Linked DNA regions of Mus musculus: region 2 is linked to region 1. The links are chromatin contacts, called in public Hi-C maps. All regions are on one chromosome and are shown on one strand. The core of a region is the stretch at or near the end of the contact, and the rest is flanking DNA. Distances in the headings are between cores, read along the strand shown. Region 1 has its middle 11 kb from the start of Gm13446. Region 2 overlaps Dab2ip (disabled 2 interacting protein).

Evidence for each region. Hi-C and Micro-C count contacts between places; a contact is called where the count stands out from the background.
Region 2: a contact with region 1 is called in a Hi-C map of the N1E-115 cell line, with 5 times the contacts expected there. The contact joins two enhancer-like sites. A contact is called at or near these places in 22 of 39 promoter capture datasets (the 3T3-L1 cell line, 3T3-L1-derived adipocytes, the C10 cell line and 13 more), 1 of 15 datasets of contacts at CTCF or cohesin (large pre-B cells), 33 of 484 Hi-C or Micro-C datasets (3T3-L1-derived adipocytes, the AML12 cell line, B cells and 25 more), 8 of 115 datasets of contacts at active chromatin or transcription factors (craniofacial prominence, differentiating embryonic stem cells, embryonic stem cells and 3 more) and 3 of 9 other capture datasets (adipose tissue, liver and pancreatic islet).

The regions. Positions count from the first base shown.
Region 1 is chr2:35,567,350-35,572,711 of GRCm38.p6, reverse strand. It overlaps a transcript of Dab2ip not described here. Among named protein-coding and RNA genes, the nearest start is that of Gm13446, 11 kb to the right of the region's middle. Within about 2 kb of position 2,786, at least 8 of the 459 cell types and tissues checked have an H3K27ac peak or open chromatin away from gene starts, as enhancers often do. A contact at or near this core is called in the N1E-115 cell line, where this site is marked.
Region 2 is chr2:35,647,978-35,653,456 of GRCm38.p6, reverse strand. All of the region lies in intron 2 of Dab2ip (disabled 2 interacting protein), which reads right to left. Among named protein-coding and RNA genes, the nearest start is that of Dab2ip, 29 kb to the right of the region's middle. Within about 2 kb of position 2,031, at least 5 of the 459 cell types and tissues checked have an H3K27ac peak or open chromatin away from gene starts, as enhancers often do. A contact at or near this core is called in the N1E-115 cell line, where this site is marked.

The sequences.
Region 1 (5,362 bases), core at 1,537-4,036:
ACCCTCACACAGACATATGCAGGCAAAACACCAATGCACTTAAAAATAAATCATTAAAAAAGAAATGCCTTCATAAGGTTGGCTGTAGTCAAGTTCAGGGAACAAGCCAGTAAGCAGCACTCGCTCGTGCACACTCAGTAATAAGCCTGACAAGGACAGCACTGCCCCTCTGGTGTTTTCCTGAAGCATCAGAATCATTCTTGAACTTGATAGTGTCCCAGCCTGTGGCCAGAACCCTGCCTGGAAACTGGAACATTACACCTGTAAGCTTGAATTAGCTAAGAGATCCTGAGCCTCTGTTGTGTGCCTGCTTCTTAGAGTGATGAGTCCCAAAAGTGTGTATACAGATCGGAAGAGAGGAGCATACAGCCACTTTAATTCCAATTGCAGAAGGGGTTTCTCTCCCTTTTGACAAAGGGCCCTTTTGGAATCAGATATGGCGCCCAGCTTCTGCTGCAGGAAATATACACTGCTCACATTTCTGTTTCAAGCTCTTCCAATCCCAGACTAGAAAGGTGATTTTTTTAAGGCCTATTAGCATAATTACCTGCCTGCAACACTATAGAGAAGCGATCAGATGAGCCTGCAAGTTTCGCGGTTATTTGGAGTAAGTCACCTGAAGTTCACCACCATCAGGAGTCATGGCTGCCTTGTGTAATCATGGGGAATTATTTAGTAATAGCAGAGGTAGCGTGATCTAATTTAGTTTTAATGCCAGGAGGTGCCCTCCCAGAATTATCAGCCTCAGAGCAATTCTGACTTCCAGGTTTGTTTCACTTTCTGGAGAGGATTTGACTCAAGGCACCTGAAGTTGCTTCTTTGTCACCCAAAGTCATCTAGGGTTGAAACAGATTCTACCTCCACGCATTGAAAAACAGTACTGAGAGCAGCCGGGCCACAGGAAGCGAGGGTGGACACCCAGCTAAGTGGAAGCGCTGGGTGGAACTTGATCCATCAGGTATTTGCTGGGAGAGCCCTAATTTCCCTCCTACTTATTACCTCCTTCTTCAGGCAGCCCAGACTCTGCTGTTATGTGGGTAAAACTAATGATAGTCATAGATGGGAGCCGATTTTAGCTATTTTAACACTTTACCACACATCGCATCCTGTGGAGGAAGTGGCGGCTGCCGAGTGTGCAGATGGGGACACTGAGGCTGAGAGGGTGAGGCATTCGCTCCGGTCATACTGTGAATAAGAAGACTGGCTGGGATCTCAACCTTCCCGAATTCATACTCTGTAATAATCCTGAGCCAGGCATGGCGGCACCTGCGGGTGATCTCCAGCACCCCACAGCAGAGGAAGACATAGCAGACAGAGTTCAAGGCCAGCCTGGTTTACACTGCGTTTCAGGCCAGTCAGGGCTTTAGAAAGAGACCCTGTCTCATTATGAAAGAAAAGGAGGAAGAGGAGGAGGAGGAGAAAGGAGAGGAGAGGAGGGGGAAGAATCTTGAAGCGTTCAGTCACTTTAACCCCTTATAATCAACCAGAAGTGATTGCTACTGTTTTTTCTTTTTTCAGAAGAGGTCTGTTTGGCCAAAGTAGATGTAGTGAGGAGATAGAAAAGTCAGGAATGGAACCACGAGTCTAATTCTAAACCCAGTGCAGCCTTGGCTGGGTACCAGGCTCTCAATGAGGCGTGCCCAGCTGCCCAGCTGCCCAGCTCTGGTCTTTGCTTGCAGCTTCTGCACAGAGCCTCCTCCCTGCACCCACTTCCCATTCAGAAGCCAGTGTCTCCTGTTGTCATCCTGCGTGCTAACAAAACCTACTTTGAGATGCTTATTTGTCCAACACTATCCTTCCGGCAGAGGGTGGCCTGGTTCCACAGGAAGGGTCAGGAGGTGGACTGGCTTGTCACCATTCTCCCTGGGGACTGAGGCCACACCCAGGTCTCTGTAGGCTTTGCCTTTCCATCTCTACAGGAACAGCAGGATTAGGCTTTCTTATTGAATTTGTGGCCTGGAATTCAACAGTCCTCTTGACCTGTCCGCACTGGGATTAGTCCCCATTCCCAGGTTTTAAAACCAGCTCTTTAAATCGACAAGCTGCAGAACTCTTGTTTCATCTCATTTTGTGGGGAGGATGTGGAGGGAAATTGTCTGTTTGTTTTGAGCCTGAGTCTGCCTTAGTCACTGCTCTATTGCTGTGGAGAGACGCCATGATCAAGGCAACTCTTATAAAAGGAAGCATTTAAGTGGGGGCTCGTTTACAGTTTCAGAGGCTGAGTCCATTGTTACCATGGTGGGGAACATAGCACTGGAACAAGAGCGAAGGATTACATCCTGATCTGCAGGCAGAAAGAGGGTGGGGAGAGCGAGGGGAGACAGACAGACTGGGCCTGACATGGGCTTTTGAAACTTTAAATGCCTCCTTCCAGTGATACACTTCCTCCAACAAGGCCACACCTTTTAATCCTTCTAATCTCTTCAAACAGTTCCACTCCCTGGTGACTAAGCATTCAAATCTATGGACCTATGGGGGCCATTCTTATTCAACCTACCACAGAGTCTTATGTAGCCCAAACTAGCATCAAACTAGGTAGACAAGGAAAACCTTGGACTCTTGATCCCCAGCCTCCGCCTCTCAAGGGCTGGGATCATCGCCACTGTATTCAGCTCAGAACTCCCATGTCAGAAGAAAACCGCCAGTTGGAAGGAAGCTGATCTGCTGGGAGTTGGGTAAGTAAAAGAGGTCTCTCCCGCTCACAGCCCCGCATGTCTCCTCAGTGAAGGCCGATGAGACCTGTGTGAACTAAGCTGTGCCTCCCTGGGTCCCACCTCAGAACACCTGACTGTCCCTGCGGCAGTCTAAGAGGAACCTCAGCAAAGCCAGCTGGACCTGGTTGCCACGTGACCTGTCTGGTAGTGTCTGTTCCCAAGCACCAACAAGTTCAGTGTGCCCTGCACATGCCGGGTGGCCAGGACAAGCTGTGCCCTGACTACTTATCCACTTCTCTGTGTGTCATTTAAATCCTCCTGTCCTTTCTCACCACCTTCTAACCAGTGACCCCAGTTACCACTTTCTGTTGCCTTATAGTAGACACCCCTTCCCCTGGACAGCTGCCTCCTGACATGGTGGACACCATCGACACTCTTGCTATTGATACTAAGCTTCCCAGAGGATATGCGCAAAAAGGGACACCAACTCAGAGTAGGAGCTAGTGGGGTTAGGCACTGCGTGTGAAGAGGAAGCAGGCTCTCTGTGTCTCTCTGTGTCTGTGTGTGTCTCTGTCTCTGTCTCTGTCTCTGTCTCTGTCTCTGTCTCTGTGTCTGTCTCTCTCTCTCTCTCTCTCTGTGTGTGTGTGTGTGTGTGTGTGTGTGTGTGTGTGTGTGTGTGTGTGTGTGTGTGTGTTTTGAGACAGGGTTTCTCTGTATAGCCCTGGCTGTCCTGGAACTCACTTTGTCAACCAGGCTGACTTCAAACTCAAGGATCCGCCTGCCTCTGCCTCCTGAGTGCTGTTTAAAGGCGCACACCACTACACCCAGCCTGGAAGCAGGTGTTTTAGGCCCAGAACTGATAAACAGGAATTATTGGAGGAGCTGTTTAAGGAGCTGTCAGCCACTCAGCCTGACTGAAACCTGGCTTGGACTTGGTGACCCTTGCAGGTAGAGGAAGTAGCTACCCAGACTTGTCAAGGACCTTTAGGGACAATTCAAGATCTGTTTAAGATCTGGAGATTAATCTTGAGGACTCTGGAAAGCCAATGAAGGTGATAGGCAAGATCTGCATTTGGCAGCTCATCTGACCAGACACAGACTAGGGGCCTGTGAGCTTCATGACCCATCTCTCCTCCCAGTCTCCCTCACACACACACAGACCAGACAGCCTGGTTCCTTCTGAGACACAGCACATGGACATGGGTTAGGGTGCTCCAGGCTGCGTTGTCCTTTCTATGCTGACTGGTCCCAGCCTGGAATGTGGTCTGTGGTCTCTCATCTCTCACCTTAGGGCAGGACATCAACACCATCTCCACTGGGTAGAGCTGTGGTTTGAAGTCTGAGACACTGCTCTCCCCACCCCTCAGTTCCTTATCTTGCTTCTGCTCCTCACAGCCATTCCTCAGCCCTGCAACCCTCCCTTGGTCCTGGCTAATGGTCCTCTCTCCAAATACAAGCTCTTTTGTTCATCAGGCAGCTTGCTTGGCCCTCAGCCGTAGCTTGATCTTAATGAGCCCAGGGTCAACTGAAGGATGAGGCGGCTCCATTAGACTGTTGCTGGCTACAGCTTGGTACTCTGTCCTTCCCTGCTCAAACATTCCGTCTGTAGCCCTTTCTACTCTAGGACAGTGAGGGTGGTGCTCTCTCTCTCTCTCTCTCTCTCTCTCTCTCTCTCTCCTCCCCCTCCCTCATTCCCTTCCCTCTCTGTACCTATCCCGTAATTCATGAGCCCCTCTCCTGGCCCTATAGCCGCCTGAGTGTTGGGAGCACCACCACCCCGTGACAGGGGTACTTAATTTGGCCATGACTGGGGACATCTTTGTCCAGCTGGACTCAACAAAGTAGTCTGTAATTCACAGGTCAGCACCACCCCACTCCAACAGTTACCATGAACACCCGTTGAAGGTTAAAGGCTTCTGCTCCAGGCTGAAGCTTCTCCCCACCAGGGTTCCCTCCAGCCTCTCCTGCTGTGGGGCCCAGGTTTCTTCGAACCATTGAGGTGGGCCTCACTTCTGTCGGATGAAGCTAAGTTCTCTCTATGAAGGCTCCAAAGGCTGCTTAGTACCGCCCCATGTGCTAGCTTATCAGAAGAGGCTCACCTGAGGCCCTTTAGAGCTTGCAAAGTCCTTTTTTCATTGCATTAAGTCTTTCAGCCAGCCACTATTTACTCAATACACATTCAAGGGAAAGTGCTCCGCCAGAGAGTTGAGGCTCCAAGGTGTGAGCAGCAGGCAAAGGCCACAGAGCATGGCAGGGTGGCCTTGATCCCTGAGCAGAACACATGAGGGAGATGGGGCTGAGGCATGTAAGATCACACAGTAGAAAGGCCCTCTGGTCTAGGGCAGGATCTGGGGGAGAAGGACCCCAATGGAGGCTGGCAGAGATACAGGGATGGGGGGATGGGATGGGGGGACTTCAAGGGGAAGACTGACATGGGTTCCCCAGGCAGAGGGCACAGAGCCCAAAAGCAGAACTAGGTACTAGGAATAAACGGTTGTAAGAATAGACTTATGCCCCACTGTGCTACTGTTGCTTCACACAGTAGGCCTTCAACAAGGAACTGCCCCTGTGTAGTGTTGAGGGAGACATACCGCTCCATGTCTAGGATGCCTCCATAGCAAAGGGCAACATGAGACCACGCAGTGCGTGAGTCCTGGGGTGCTCTGGAGACAAGTGCCTCGGCCTTTTCAGCAGCCACGGTGCCTTGG
Region 2 (5,479 bases), core at 782-3,281, 82 kb before region 1:
GACCCCTGCCGAGGCTGCAGAGCCTCCTGGCCTCCAAGTTCCACACCACCAACCCACCCTGGAGAAGGGACACGTCATGAGGACATGCAAGGCAAGGGTCCCTTAAGAAACCTAACAGCCTGGAGAAAGGGTGGGGATGACACAGGACTCAGAAAGGCTACATAAACATGGCCCTCTGATACTCACCCCGCCCCTGCTCCTCCTCCCCAGGCCCGAGCAAACATCCATGTACAGAAATCAGGCAGGCCTCTCTCAGGTCTCAGGCACTGCTATGACAACAGAGAGCAGTCAGGGAGTGGCTCGCTGTTCTATAAAGCCCCAAGCCTGTGGACACTGGCTTTAACATTCAAGTGGCTTGGAAGCCTGAAAGCCACATTTCTAGGCAGACCCTAGGCTAGAGTTTCAGGAACGCCACCCTACCAGGGTGCCTCCCCTTGCATTAGCCTCTCAACCTGGTCCTACAGCCTCAGGGCTAAGATCCCATGGCCAGGCTGGTGGTCTAGTGACTCACAGCCCTTCCCCCTTCTGGGTGAGCAAATGCTCTTGGCAGAGTCACCCAGCAGAGTGGGCGGGACCCCCCATTCTTATACCCATGTAACCACATGACAGGAGCTGACCCAGCACACGCAATTCAGGAAGCTTCCACCAGGTCTTTTGCTAAAGCTTTTCACGACTCCTTTGATCCTCATAACCCACTATGCAGATGGGGCATTAGAGGCTCAGAAAGGGAAAATTTTGCATAGGGTCACACAGCCAAGAAGAAGCAGTGTTGAGTTCAGCCTGTGTACACACTCCACAACGCAACCATGAGGCCCTGAACCTTAGCCATTCTGTGACTTGGTTTCCTCATTCCTGCAATGAAAGCTGTTCTAGAAGCTAGCAAACCTCTAAACCCTCTATTTCTTGGGCACACTCCCCCACCATACCAGTGGAAATTCATTTGCTGTGATAACAAATGAAAGAGACCTTTTGAGAGCAGTGGCTAACCCAAAGATGGTCAGATAATCCTAGCCTCCCAGACACGCAACAGTCTGGGCTAGCCCTGGAGCAAGGCCGGGAGAAGTGCTAACCAATGGGGAACATCCCAGGGGATCTCTGACTTGAGCGGCAAGAAAGCCAAACTGCAAGGGCAGCAGCACCCGGAGTCCCAGGGGCAGCAGGCAGCGTGGCTACATGCCTTTCCACTAGGAAAACAGACGCACTTGGAGATGGCACCACGGGCAATTGTCCTCCCACAATCTGGCAGTTGCAGGTTGCCCTGGGAGTCGTGGCCTCAGAAGGATCAGAGGCAGAAACAAAGTCTGGGCAAGAGCTGATGTTCTTCTGGGGCTCCTAGGAGCTGGTGGGCCAGCTAGACCTTCATCTCAGAGTTGGTAGTCACAGTGGCCACAGACGTAGATTTGAAGAGGTAGCTGCTCCCCACTTCATCCCCATCTAATTAATTTGCTCCCTGTTGCCCCCCTCAACTCCCCTTCACTCCACCAGCCCCTAGCAGGTGCCCGCAGCAGGAGCTGAGGATTCCAAGGAATCAGATGCCAGTCCTGCCCTTGAGAAGGTCATGATCAGCTGGTGGAAGGGAGGCACGTAGTGAATCGTTAGTGACAGAGCGGAAGAGAGGAAGGACATGAGGACACATCCTGGAGCTGGGAAGAGAATGTCTGCCCAGGAAGACCAAAGCAAGGGATGGAAAGGTGGCAAAAAGATCAACCAGTCCGAAGTCAGAGGCTGAGGCAGTCCTTCCAGGCCCTGGATGCCCGGATGCCAGGCTGGAGAGAGAAATGGAGCCACCTGCTCCCACTAGAGGCCATCTGAGGCACTAGGGCGGGGGAGGGGTGTGGCTTCTCTAAGATGTTCTCTAAGCAATCCACAGGCAGTTATTCATCGAGACGTTAGACTTGTGTACGAAACAGATGTCAGTATCTGCCACCTCCACAGAAGGCCTCCTGGCTTCAGAAACAATCCCTGCCCAAGAACTCACATGTAATTACATCTGTAATCCAACCCCAGTGCCATGTGATCACTTTGTATTCACAGCAGGAAAATGTGAGGGAATGAGGGGTGGAGGGTGATGTGGTTCAGTGGTACAGTGCTTGCCCAGCCTACACACAGTCTTAAGCTTGATTCCCAGCACGGTATAAGCCAGGCATGATGGTGTATGCCTGTCCTCTTAGCACTTAAGAGGGGAGGCAGAAGACCAGGAGCCCAAGGTCTGGTCAGTGAACCTAGACACCAGTGAACTCTAGGCTAATAGTGAGAGAGCCTGTGTCTCAGGGAGAGGAAGTGAGGGGAGAGAGGGAGAGAGAGGGAGAGAAGCTGAGAAGGGACCTCAAAGTCAACACACATGTGCACACAAACAAACACTAATGGATACACACATGTGCACACACACAAACAAACACTAATGGATACACACATGTGCACACACACAAACACTAATGGATACACACATGTGCACACAGACAAATACTAACATATACACACTTGTGCACACACACAAACACTAATGGATACACACATGTGCACACACACACAAACACATACACACAGAGAGCAAGAAAGTGGAAACAGGAAGGCGGCATCTGAACCTTACCTCTGTCCAGGCTCCTGATCCAGGAAGGGGATAGGGCCTGCAGGACCACAGGTTGGGTACAAAGAAATAACCTCTCAGGCACTGTGTTGAGCAAGGGAAAGCGGGAGAGGGGAGCATGGATTCCGATGTCAGCTCTGGCCCTTACTGTGTGACCCAGCACAGTGTGCCCCCTCTCTGAGTCTATCATTCCTCATCCATAAGGAGGGGACTAAAAAATGATACTGGCTAGCACAGACTGGCCACAGGCAAGCCATTAAGGTCCATGACTCCTTCCACATCCAAGTGCTGGAGGAAGGAGCTTCAGCGGGCCCTTCCACTCTGCTCAATGTAGTCATCTTAGAAAGCAAAGTGTGTGTGGCCTGGAACTGTAAGGAGGAAATGAACACCACTGCAGTCTGCCTCATGGACCTGCCAAGAACAGGTTTATGATCCTCTACCATGTCACCACAGTCAGTATAGTCAGCCATGCTGAGCTTGGAACCCCGTGCAGAGAACCTGACCCACCATCTGCCTCACCTGGAATGCCCCCCTATTCCCTCCCAAAGTGGTGGAGAAGCTAACAAGGGGCCCAAGGAACCTCTAGGCAATTCAGTATGGCAGGGTCTAACCATTTAGTAGGCCCAGCCTGGTGACTTCAGGGCCCTAACCCTACTTGTCAGCTCACACACTAGCCTTTCACCCTGAGCCTCTCCTGATACAAGCCTGCTGTGGCCCCAAACCTTGGTCCTCCAATGACCCCAAGGGCCACAGTAGAGATCCAGCTCTCTGAAGAAATCGGGCCAAGCCAGCTCAGCCAGCCCCAACTGTCATTGGTCAACCGGATGTTCCCTGACCAGTGTTACTGTCACCACAGATCATCCTGCAGCCTCCATAACTCAATGGCTCCCTGTGGTCAGGGGTACAAACTAAGACCTCAGCTCTCACTAAGAGCCACCCAGATGTCCACTCGCTGCCCTCTGCTGCCTCCCGCTGGTGAGAAAACAGCCTGCAGACAGGCCAGCTCTACCCATGCTACTGTCCCCTTAGAACACTAGCTCTGGTTTCCTAAGCCTCTCACTCTCTCATCTCTCTCCAACTCCTAGTCCCAGCTGCACCTCAGAGCTCTATCAGGGATGCTGTTGCTTTGGGGCAGTAAGGGACAGTGTGAAGGGGGAGAAATAGGCCCCGCTACCTGGGGTTCTGGGCAAAGTATGGGAAGGGTGGACCCTGAAACACAAGCAGCAGGGTTAGACACCGGCTAACCGCCTACCTGCAGGCTTTGAAGCCCTCACAGCTGCCCTGTTTGGAGATGAAGAAAGAGGTCTGGAGACAGGTGACTTACCCACAGAGGGGAGCAGTGGCCCTCCCAGGTGCTCTGTGGGGAGACGTCAGCACTGTCTCCCTGGAGCACAGGTCGAGAGGAAAAGCCTCACACCATTCCACCTCCCCTTCACTGAACCCAGAATGCCACCCTGAATGAGAACGCCTGTAAGGAGCCTGTGACACAGCCCAAGAAGCAGTCTTCACACCCTCACGGTCATAAGGGAGGCCCCGGCAGAGACCAAGGGACACTCTGGAAGGTTCTAGAGCTGCAAAGAAGGTGTGCAGAGCTGTGTTTGTTCCCTTTCTTTCCTCTCCATGTCCCTATCCAAGCTGCCCAGGCTGGGCTAGTGCTTCCTGTAACTGACCAAGCAGGCTCCCACAAGGGCATGTAAGCTCAGGGGATCAAGGCTTAGGTGAGAAGAGCAGTTGGCTTGATCCTTTAACCCATCCTGAATGGCACCCTGACTCCCCGAATAAGCACAAATCCTGTTCATTCAGCCAGGAGATTGTTGCTGCCCCCTAGACCTGCACATCCTGAACAACTCCTGCATCTGGTGGTCTGACCAAAACCTACCTAAAACAGTCCCTCTCTAGAAAAGGGCCTCCTTCTGCAGAAGGCACACATGGCCAGATTGGTAGATCCTTCGGCCACCTCATCCACCTTCTACTCGCCTGTTCACACATAGGGAGACTACGGTAGGGAGAGGACAGAACAGCTGAAAACCTCAAGTGGGTACAAAGTACAAAGGCTTCTGTGCTCCCACTAACGCCCCTCACATTTCTTCTCCCTCAGCTTTTCCTTCCTGCTTCCAGCACGTCACTCGGGACCATTGGTCTGTTCCTGTTTGGGTCTATCTTCCTCTAACTATTGTCTCTTTTGTTGAGAAACTCCTGCATGTCCCTTAAAACCCAGTCATAAAGGTCCCCACTGTAAGAATTCTCTCATCTTCTTTTAGCCAGAGAGCCTTCATTCTGGGTTCCCACAGCACCCCAGGCACCGTCCCTGAATCAGAAACACAGTTTGTGCACAGCCCAACACTAGTGAAAGTGAACCAAGAAGACCTGCTTCTAGAAGCATCCACGCTCAACACAATGCCACGTTTATCTGCAGCTTCTGCAGTTCCCCCACCCCCAGCCTTCCTCTCTGACACTTCTCCATCTCACAAAATATAGCCCTGAGACCTAATTTCAGCCGAACCTTCAAAGTCTCCACTTTCAACTTCCCAAGGAGGGATCAACTGGCTTCCATGTTTCATTTCCCAGACCCTCTGCCACCTCCCACCCCAACCCTGCTAGACTGCTCAAGGTCAATGCCTAGGTGGACAGAGGAAGGAGGAAGGACTGAGCCCACACCTAGAGATGGAAAAGGCCAATGGGCCATCCAGGGTACCACAGCTATCAGCATTTCCTTGTCTCCGGTCAGCCTGATTCTTGGGAACACACTAGGAGACTGTGGCCCAGGAGGGCTTGGCTTGGGTTGACCCTACACCTGTAAACCCCACCACCTACATGGCCTTTCATCTTTGTCTTCCCCCTTCCCAGTACAGAGAAGGCAGACCTGGGTGGGAATCCCAAACACCTCCCAGA